Regions from separate parts of the Mus musculus genome. Here region 2 is linked to region 1. Evidence: chromatin contacts called from public Hi-C data. All regions are on one chromosome and are shown on one strand. The core of a region is the stretch at or near the end of the contact, and the rest is flanking DNA. Distances in the headings are between cores, read along the strand shown.

What was found. Hi-C and Micro-C count contacts between places; a contact is called where the count stands out from the background.
Region 2: a contact with region 1 is called in a Hi-C map of the N1E-115 cell line, with 8 times the contacts expected there. The contact joins two enhancer-like sites. A contact is called at or near these places in 7 of 484 Hi-C or Micro-C datasets (the N1E-115 cell line, Th1 cells, cerebral cortex and 2 more), 10 of 115 datasets of contacts at active chromatin or transcription factors (the 230-238 cell line, bone marrow-derived dendritic cells, effector CD8 T cells and 4 more) and 3 of 9 other capture datasets (adipose tissue, liver and pancreatic islet).

Annotation. Positions count from the first base shown.
Region 1 is chr4:133,927,133-133,931,330 of GRCm38.p6, forward strand. No RefSeq gene overlaps it. Among named protein-coding and RNA genes, the nearest start is that of Hmgn2, 39 kb to the right of the region's middle. Within about 2 kb of position 2,174, at least 100 of the 459 cell types and tissues checked have an H3K27ac peak or open chromatin away from gene starts, as enhancers often do. A contact at or near this core is called in the N1E-115 cell line, Th1 cells and embryonic stem cells, where this site is marked.
Region 2 is chr4:134,079,874-134,084,071 of GRCm38.p6, forward strand. Crybg2 (crystallin beta-gamma domain containing 2) reads left to right here. Exons shown (of 20, transcript NM_001162970.1): 7 at 463-589; 8 at 907-942; 9 at 1,216-1,352; 10 at 1,480-1,606; 11 at 1,856-1,995; 12 at 2,083-2,209; 13 at 2,542-2,574; 14 at 2,702-2,814. Among named protein-coding and RNA genes, the nearest start is that of Cd52, 13 kb to the right of the region's middle. Within about 2 kb of position 2,273, at least 220 of the 459 cell types and tissues checked have an H3K27ac peak or open chromatin away from gene starts, as enhancers often do. A contact at or near this core is called in the N1E-115 cell line, Th1 cells and embryonic stem cells, where this site is marked.

The DNA of each region.
Region 1 (4,198 bases), core at 924-3,423:
CTTTCCCCTCAAAGTTTTACTATCTTTAAATGTGTAAGAAAATTAAACTATGGAGTCAGACTCTCTGAAAGGTTTGATCTAGTCTGATTGGCCGAGTTTCCCTTCTTATCTCTTCAAGGTCCTCCCCCAGCCCCAACATCTGTGATACCTGCAGGGACAAGCCTGCCCCCCAACATCCAGCCCTTTATTTAACTTTTTAAAAGTTAGTATACAAGTAATGTTTTTTATGTGTGTATGACACATATACGTGTGTACGTTTTTTATATGTGTGAGTGTTCATACGTGTTCATGTGTGCATGTCCATGAATAAGCTCAGGGGTCAGAAGACAACTTGTGTATGTTAGAGGGAGGGCCTTATACTGATGATCACTTCCTGTAGAACAGGCTGGCTGGCTTTGGAGCTTCCAGGGAGTCTGTAGTCTCTGCCTCCAATGTTTTGTTGGGCAAGCTGAGATTAGGGGTGCAGTGCTACTACATAAGCAAGCTGAAGTTAGGGGTGCAATGCTAGTACACAGGCTTCCCTAGGTTCTTAGGACCCGAACTCAAGACCTTGAAAAGGACAGTTCTAAATTGGGCGTGGTGGTGCACGCCTTTAATCCCAGCACTTGGGAGGCAGAGGCAGGTGGATTCTGAGTTCGAGGCCAGCCTGGTCTACAAAGTGAGTTCCCAGGACAGCCAGGGCTACACAGAGTAACCCTGTCTCAAAAAAAAAAAAAGAAAAAAAAAAAAGAAAAGGAAAGTAAAGGAAAGGAAAGGAAAGAAAAAAAAAGAAAAGAAAAGAGAAGGAAAGAAAAGAAAAGAAAAGAAAAGAAAAGAAAAGAAAAGAAAAGAAAAGAAAAGAAAAGAAAAGAAAAGAAAAGAAAAGAAAAGAAAAGAAAAGAAAAGAAAAGAAAAGAAAAGAAGAGGGCAGTTCTGATGCTAAGGTCTTGTTCTACAATTAGTTCTTGATTTGCCAGTAAAGAAAGTCGGAGGCCAATTGCTGGGTGGAAGTTATAGGCGGGACTTCTGGGTGCCAGGAGGAAAAGGAGAGAGGTTTTCTGCCATGTTTTTGAGGGGAAGAACACAGAAACCATGTGGTCTCCGAGGCAAGGGCTGGGGGAGGGGGAGCTGGGGCCTGTGGCCACTACTACTACAGGGGGTGGCCATTGATGTTTGACAGGGGCCAAGTGGGACCAGCCACTGTAGTTTAGGGCTGATAATAAATTAGTAAGGGCAAGCTTTTCCAGGTTGGAGATAGGAACACTATTTGTTTATTTATTTGTAAAGATTTATCATTATATCTAAGTACACTGTAGCTGTCTTCAGACACACCAGAAGAGGGCGTCAGACATCATTACACATGGTTGTGAGCCACCATGTGGTTACAGAAATTTGAACTCAGGACCTCTGGAAGAGTAGTCCCTGCTCTTAACCGCTGAGCCATCTCTCCAGTCCCATGGAACTCACTCTTTAGAGCAGGCTGGCCTCAAACTCAGAGAGATCTGCTGGCTTCCTCCTGAATGCTGGAATCAAAGGTGTGCGCCACCATTGCCTGGTGAAAAGAGAAACTCGATATGGTTTCCTCACTTTCAGCAGCACTGGGAACCAAAGTGTGACAAGCTGTGTGCCAGGCAAGAACCCCTCCCACTGAGCTGCAGTCCCAGAAGGAAGGGACACATGACGTCATAATGGGATAAGCCTGTCTGTGATGGGCAATGACAGGAAACGGTGGAGGCCATCATAAAGATGCTATGGCTTTGGTGGTTTTTGTTCTTTGAATTCCAGGGTCCCACGCCGTCTGTATTAGTTGCTTTTCTGTTGCTGTATAAAACCGCTGTGACCAAAAGCAAACTTTAGGAAGTGTTCAGTCGGCCTTACAATTACAGAGAGAGAGAGAGTCCTGTGGAGTGTAGCAAATGGCAGTTAGAGCAGGAAGGTCAGAGATCACTTTACTCCTCACGTGGGAAGCAGAGGGGGCTAAGAGGAAGTGGGGTTACAACCTCTCAAAGGCCCGGATGAAGTTCTTCCCCCTGCAAAGACCACTCCTCCCAAAGGTCCCACAACCGCCTGGGGCAGCACCACTCACCGGAGACCCCGGTTCAGTTACCCGAGCCCACGGTGATGCTTCTCCTGTAGACAACCACACCCTCTATTTGTTTTATGCTTTAATAGATTTTCCCGGTTAGTTTACAGGAAAAGCATAGAAGACAGACACCCTGTACTTGTATGTAGAACAATTCAGGAAATCCCAAAGATTAAAGCTGTGCTGGCCAGTTTTATGCCAACTTGACAGAAGCTGGAGTCATCTGAAATGAGAGAGTCAGGAAAATGCCTTCATAGATCGGGCTGCGGGCAAGCCCGTGGAGTTTCCTTAGTTAGTGATTGATGGGGAAGGGCCCAGCCCGTTGTGGGTGGTGCCATCCTTGGCCTGAGTCCTGAAGTCTCTAAAGAAGCAGGCTGAGCAAGCCACTGACAGCAAGCCAGTAAGCAGCGTCCCTCTATGGCCTCTGCTCCAGCTCCTGCATTTGGAATTAATACTGCAGGAGAGTCGGGAGTTCAAAGTCAGTTTGAGCTAAATGACTCCCTGTCAAAAGAGAAAGAAATGCATTTATTTTTCAAAATTTCTAATAATATTTACAGATTAATCACTATAGAGTCGATTGTTAAAACTGTTTGCACCGGGCATGGTGGCACACGCCTTTAATCCCAGCACTTGGGAGGCAAAGGCAGGTGGATTTCTGAGTTCGAGGCCAGCCTGGTCTTCAAAGTGAGTTTGAGGACAGCCAGGGCTACACAGAAATCCTGTCTCGAAAAAACCAACCAAAACCAAAACAAAAACACAAAAAAACCCCGAAACTTTGCTGAGACACTTTTGACCTTTTCATTATTTAAATTTCACACATCTATCAATTCCTGATTTCTGTCCTCACTTTGCTACTTGTAGTTTGGACCCTACGGAATATAATGGGTACAAAAGACAGGAAAATATTAAGCACGAAATTTTGGGCTGGATCGAAGGCTTAGTTGTCAGGATAATCATTTTGCACTCTGTGTAAAGGGTGTCTATGTATTAATCAAACGTTGATTTCTGTCCCCCAGAGAGTTAAGTACTGGCCATACTTGGGCATTACTTTTATGGGTCATCACCTGTCTCAATATTTTGTAGACATCATCTCCATAACCTTCTGATTAGTTCTGATAGCCAATAGCTGAAGCAGGAAAGAAAAGGCAGGACTTCTGGGTAGAGGGAGGAATTGTGGGAAGAATCGATCGGGGGTAGGATTCGAGATAGAGACATGTAGTGATAATGAGAGGGAATGGGCCCTGTGGTTGTGAACTGGAACTAGTCGGGTTGGAGCTAGCAGGAAGATGCCTAGCTATAGTGTCTAAGCTCTCATAAATAACAGTACGAAGTCTCCGTGTCATTATTCGGGAGCTGATGGGTCTGAGACAGTCCAGGGGTAATTAGTGGCCAAGAGAACTTGCTATTCTTTTTTTTTTTTTTTTTTTTTTTTGAGACAGGGTTTTTCTGTGTAGCCCTGGCTGTCCTGGAACTCACTCTGTAGACCAGGCTGGCCTCGAACTCAGAAATCTGCCTGCCAAGTGCTGGGATTAAAGGTGTGCACCACCACGCCAGGCCTGAGAACTTGCTATTCTTTCTATATGGTGGCTCACAACTGCCTCAGCTTCAGCTCCAGGGTCTGATGATGGCATCCATGTGCACACAGGAGACCACACACACACACATTCACACACAAACGCACACATATACACATATACACACACATATACACACACACACACACTTTAAAAATACATATATAATAAAATCAGTTTTTTGTTTTGTTTTGTTTTTTTAAGAATGAAATGTTTCCTGTTAGAGTAGATTCTTAGGCCCTTTCCCAGTAAGTGCAGTGTGCTAGCTGGGTATCTTTTGGCATGATTGTTACATACTTGGCATGGGAAACACACAGTTGTTATCTTCAAAAGGCCTGCCAACCAGGCCTCACTTGCCTCCTGTAAAGCACTTTGGATTCATGGATCTTGAATAGGATGTGTGTGTGTGTGTGTGTGTGTGTGTGTGTGTATGTATGTATGTATGTATGTATGTATGTATGTATGTATGTATAATATATTTTTATATGATGTCCATTAGTGTTTTTTCTGCATGTATGTCTGTATGCTGGTATCAAAAGTCCTGAACTGGAGTTACAGATCA
Region 2 (4,198 bases), core at 1,023-3,522, 150 kb after region 1:
ACTACAAAAGATCCAGTATGAGCAGTGATGCTCTGAAGTGCCAAGGAAGGAGGATCATGGGCCCATGTGTAGCTTGGCTTTCCTTTGAGAACTACTTGGGTTTTTATAAAGATTTATCTATTTATTTTATGTATGTGAGTACACTGTAACTGTACAGATGGTTGTGAGCCACCATGTGGTTACTGGGATTTGAACTCAGGACCTTTGGAAGAGCAGTCGGTGCTCTTAACTGCTGAGCTATTGCTCCAGCCCAAGAAAGAACTCTTAACTGCTGTGTGTGGTTGCCAGAGGCCAGCCACAGGAAGGGACATCAAGGACCAGCTTCTAGAATGGAGAATAGGGATGTCTTCTCTGCTATCCCTATGCAAGGACCCCTCAAAAACCCTTCCTCTCCTCTAAACTGCCCCACCATGCCAAGTCTTTGTCCTAAGGAGTTCAGTGGCTTCTCTGTTTCTCCCCCAGGTGGCTGCTCTACCCCAAGCCATTCTTTGAAGATACTCCCTATATCCTAGAGCCCGGAGAATACCCTACATTGGAGGCCTGGGGAACATCAGGCCCCAGTGTGGGTTCACTAAAGCCAATGAGATTGGTAAGGAGCATGGGACACCCACAGGCCCCTCTGTCCCTAGTCCCATGTTGGGTGGCCCTGCACCTGAGGGCAGAGATGGGGGAATACCATAGATCAGTTCCTTGGTGCCTCACTGGCCCAGAGCTCCTACTGGAAACTGGACTGGAGGAGAGAGGGGACTAACCTGAGGTGTGGCACAGGGTCAATGGGAGAGAAAAGGGGAAATATGGGGCTGCAATTCTTAGGAGTCTTAGGATCAAGGAAAATCTAGATTTCCCAGGTCTTAATTTGTCTTTAGCCACCTCTGGACTAGCCTTTCAGCCATGTCTCTTTTGCAGGGCTGCCCAAGCGTGGAGAAGCCAGGGGAACCCAAGGTAAGGGGGACAGACCAGATCTAAGGGTATTTGGTGTGTCTGAGTGGTTGTCACTGTGACCAGGACAGGAGATCCGGGCCTTGAGGGGCTGAGGGCACAGGAGTCTAGGTGGGCTCATCAGTTTATGGCTTTGGTGTGTGAATCTGGCTAGAGGTCGGAGCACACAGGCAGCAATGCTCACAGGGAGGATGGGGGCTCCAGGTTGGTGTTGTGTACAGCCATTCCTAGAAAGCCAGATTCACCTTTTATCACCGGGGCTCCCCTTTCATCCAGGCTGTGGTGTATGAGGCACCAGGTTTTCAGGGGCAGAGCTGGGAAGTAAGCAGAGACATCTACAACCTTCAGCAGCCTGAGGACAGCCAGAGTCCCCAGCTGACCTCCGTGGGGTCCCTGCGAATCCTTGGGGGCTGGTGAGGATTGAAGAGATTTCTTCTATCTGCCCTGTCCCTGCATGTTTTTACCCTTGGTGGGTGGAGAGTGACTGGGGCTGTCTGGTAGATTCACCGGTGTCTTGGCCTATCTTTCCCCTTCCCCTAGCTGGGTAGGCTATGAGAAGGAGGGCTTCCGGGGTCACCAGTACCTACTAGAAGAGGGCGAATATGCTGACTGGTCAAACTGGGGAGGCTACGATGAGCTGCTGACCTCCCTGCGGGTCATCCGGACGGTGAGCAGAGGCAATTGGGCTGCTTGGCCACACCCCAACGTCCACAGCACAATTTGAGAGAAGAATTTGCACCCCTCAGTCTGTTCTCCCCGGCAGAATGCCCCCCAAGAGCTAGCCTCCCTCCTGTGGCTTTTCCCCAGCATATGCCTCACACCTAATCCCGGGGTGGGTGGTTTCCCTGAGATCTGGGCACTCCTACGGGTTTGCATCGTTGTCTGGGAGAAACCTGACTGTCTCGGGGGGCCCCAGGACTTTGGAGACCCGGCCGTGGTGCTGTTTGAGGACATGGACTTCCAGGGACACAGAGTGGAGGTGAGTTCTGCACTGCCGGATGTGGAGCTAGCCCAGCACGGACCCAGCACGCAAGCCATCCACGTGCTCAGCGGCGTGTGAGTAATCCCCGCCCCAGGCGCAGGGCGGGCCCAGGAGCATTGCGGACCCCGCCCTCGCCGACCCATCCCACGCCCTCCCCGCAGGTGGGTGGCCTATGAGCGGGTTGGCTTCTCCGGCGAACAGTTCATCCTGGAGAAGGGCGTGTACCGTAACTGCGACGACTGGGGCTCCGGCAATTGCGCCCTTGGCTCCCTTCAGCCAGTTGTGCAGGTGTGTATCTGAGCGATGGGCGTGACCGGGGGCGGGCCGTTGGGCGGGGCCAGGTGGCTCGCCCTGGCTGCTTAGTTAAGGCAGGAAGAGGAAGGTCTTGGCCAGGAGGGACGGAGGCAGGAGGGTGGGCAGGATATTGAGGGCGGGAACTGGGGCTCAGTGCCCCGTAAGGGGGCGGGGCTATGAGCAGTAACATCTTAGGGGCGGGGTCTCAATAGGGGCGGAGCCTGTCGATGCTGGACTGAGGGATAGCCACAATGGTTTTGAATCTCAGTGGCTGCGGGTAGAGGCTGGCCTCCTCCTTCAGTCACAGCGCTGATCTCTTCCTTCAGGTGGGGGAGAGCGATCTTCACTTTGTCACGAAGGTAAGGAGGCGGCTGCACGGAGATCTGGTAGGCTCTTCACAGCCTTCGTGTCAAAACTTCCCTTGGCCTTTACCCTTGCCCCTCGCCTCTTTTTTCACTCTAACCTCGTCACCTCTCTGTCTTCCAGATTCAGCTTTTCTCAGGCCCCAACTTTCTGGGCGACCACATTTCCTTTGAGGATGACCAAGCCTCTCTGCCTGCTTCCTTCCATCCCCAGTCATGCCGGGTCCACGGTGGCAGGTGAGCAGGTGGATTGGGTAGAGCCCAGAGTGCTGGGAGAGGCAAGGGGAGAAAGGAGTCAGGTCAGGCAGCTCACAGCCATCCTAATTCTAGTTCCAGCTACTCCCTAGAAGTCTAGCTACTCCCTAGAAGTCTAGCTACTCCCTAGAAGTCTACAGGAGCAGTTTACCTTCTTACCACTGCATTGGCCATACGTCCATACAGGCTAGACACTCATACAAATAAAATAAGTTGTTTTGTTTAAATCTAAAGAGTAGCCAGGCAGTGGTGGCACACATTTAATCCCAGCACTCGGGAGGCAGTGGCAGGTGGTTCTCTGTGAGTCTAAGGCTAGCCTAGTCTACAAAATGAGTTCCCAGACAGCCAGGGCCACACAGAAAGAAACCCTGTTTCGAACTTTTAGAGCAGGTGCCTGTGTTACAGGAAAGCTTTGGGGATGTTTGGAGGGGGGGAGGGGGAGCCATAGAAAGGCTCTCCACACCCACATAGGCACAGGTCAGTGGCATAGTTACATACATAGACCCTGTCCATGTCCAGCGGATTAGCTGCTGCTCTCGGGACCCAGTGAAGGTCACAAATGGCCTTGCTTGACTTGACCCCGTTCTGTCCACGAATCTTCCTCCCCTCCTTGTTTGCTACTATATGTTTGTTTGAAGGAACGTAACCATCTTACTCATATGCTTCCCATCTTCTCTCTCTCTCTTTCTCTCTCTATCTCTCTCTTTTTCCACAACTGGCAGCTAAATTGAGGGATAAGTTGTCTGATTTTTGTTGGCAAGTCTGTGTAATGATGACATAAACTTGCTATTGCATAGGTGTGAGACCCATGAGTCTTGCCTTTCCTTTTACCAGAGGGTAATTACCAAATTTATTCCTTCTTCTTTAATTAAAACATTTATTTATATGCATATGTGTCCATGGGTATCTGTGGAGATATAAGGACATCAGATCTCCTGGAATAGGGTTTACAGGTGGTTGGTTGTAAGCTGCCTGAGACGGGTCCTGGGAACTGAACATGGGCCCTCGGTAAGGGCAGTATGCACTTTGAACTGCTGAGCCTGTACCAGGAAAGCAAAATTTTTTGAGATAGCATCTCACCATGTAGACCAGGCTGGCTTTGATCCCGTGGAGATCCACCTACCTTCGTCTCCTTGGGTGTGTTACTATGCCCAATAATACTATTTAAATACAAAGTGTTTGTGAGACAGGGCCTCACTGTGGAGATCTGAACTAGCAACAGAGACCGTTGTGTGCCTGGTATGTTCAATCCGTGTAGTCACTCTTCCTGGGCATGCTCAGATCGCTCCACCTTTGGAGCACAGTCTCTTAGTCCTTTTGACATGGCCCCGTAGTCTGGGGAACATCCTTGTTTCAGGGGCACAAC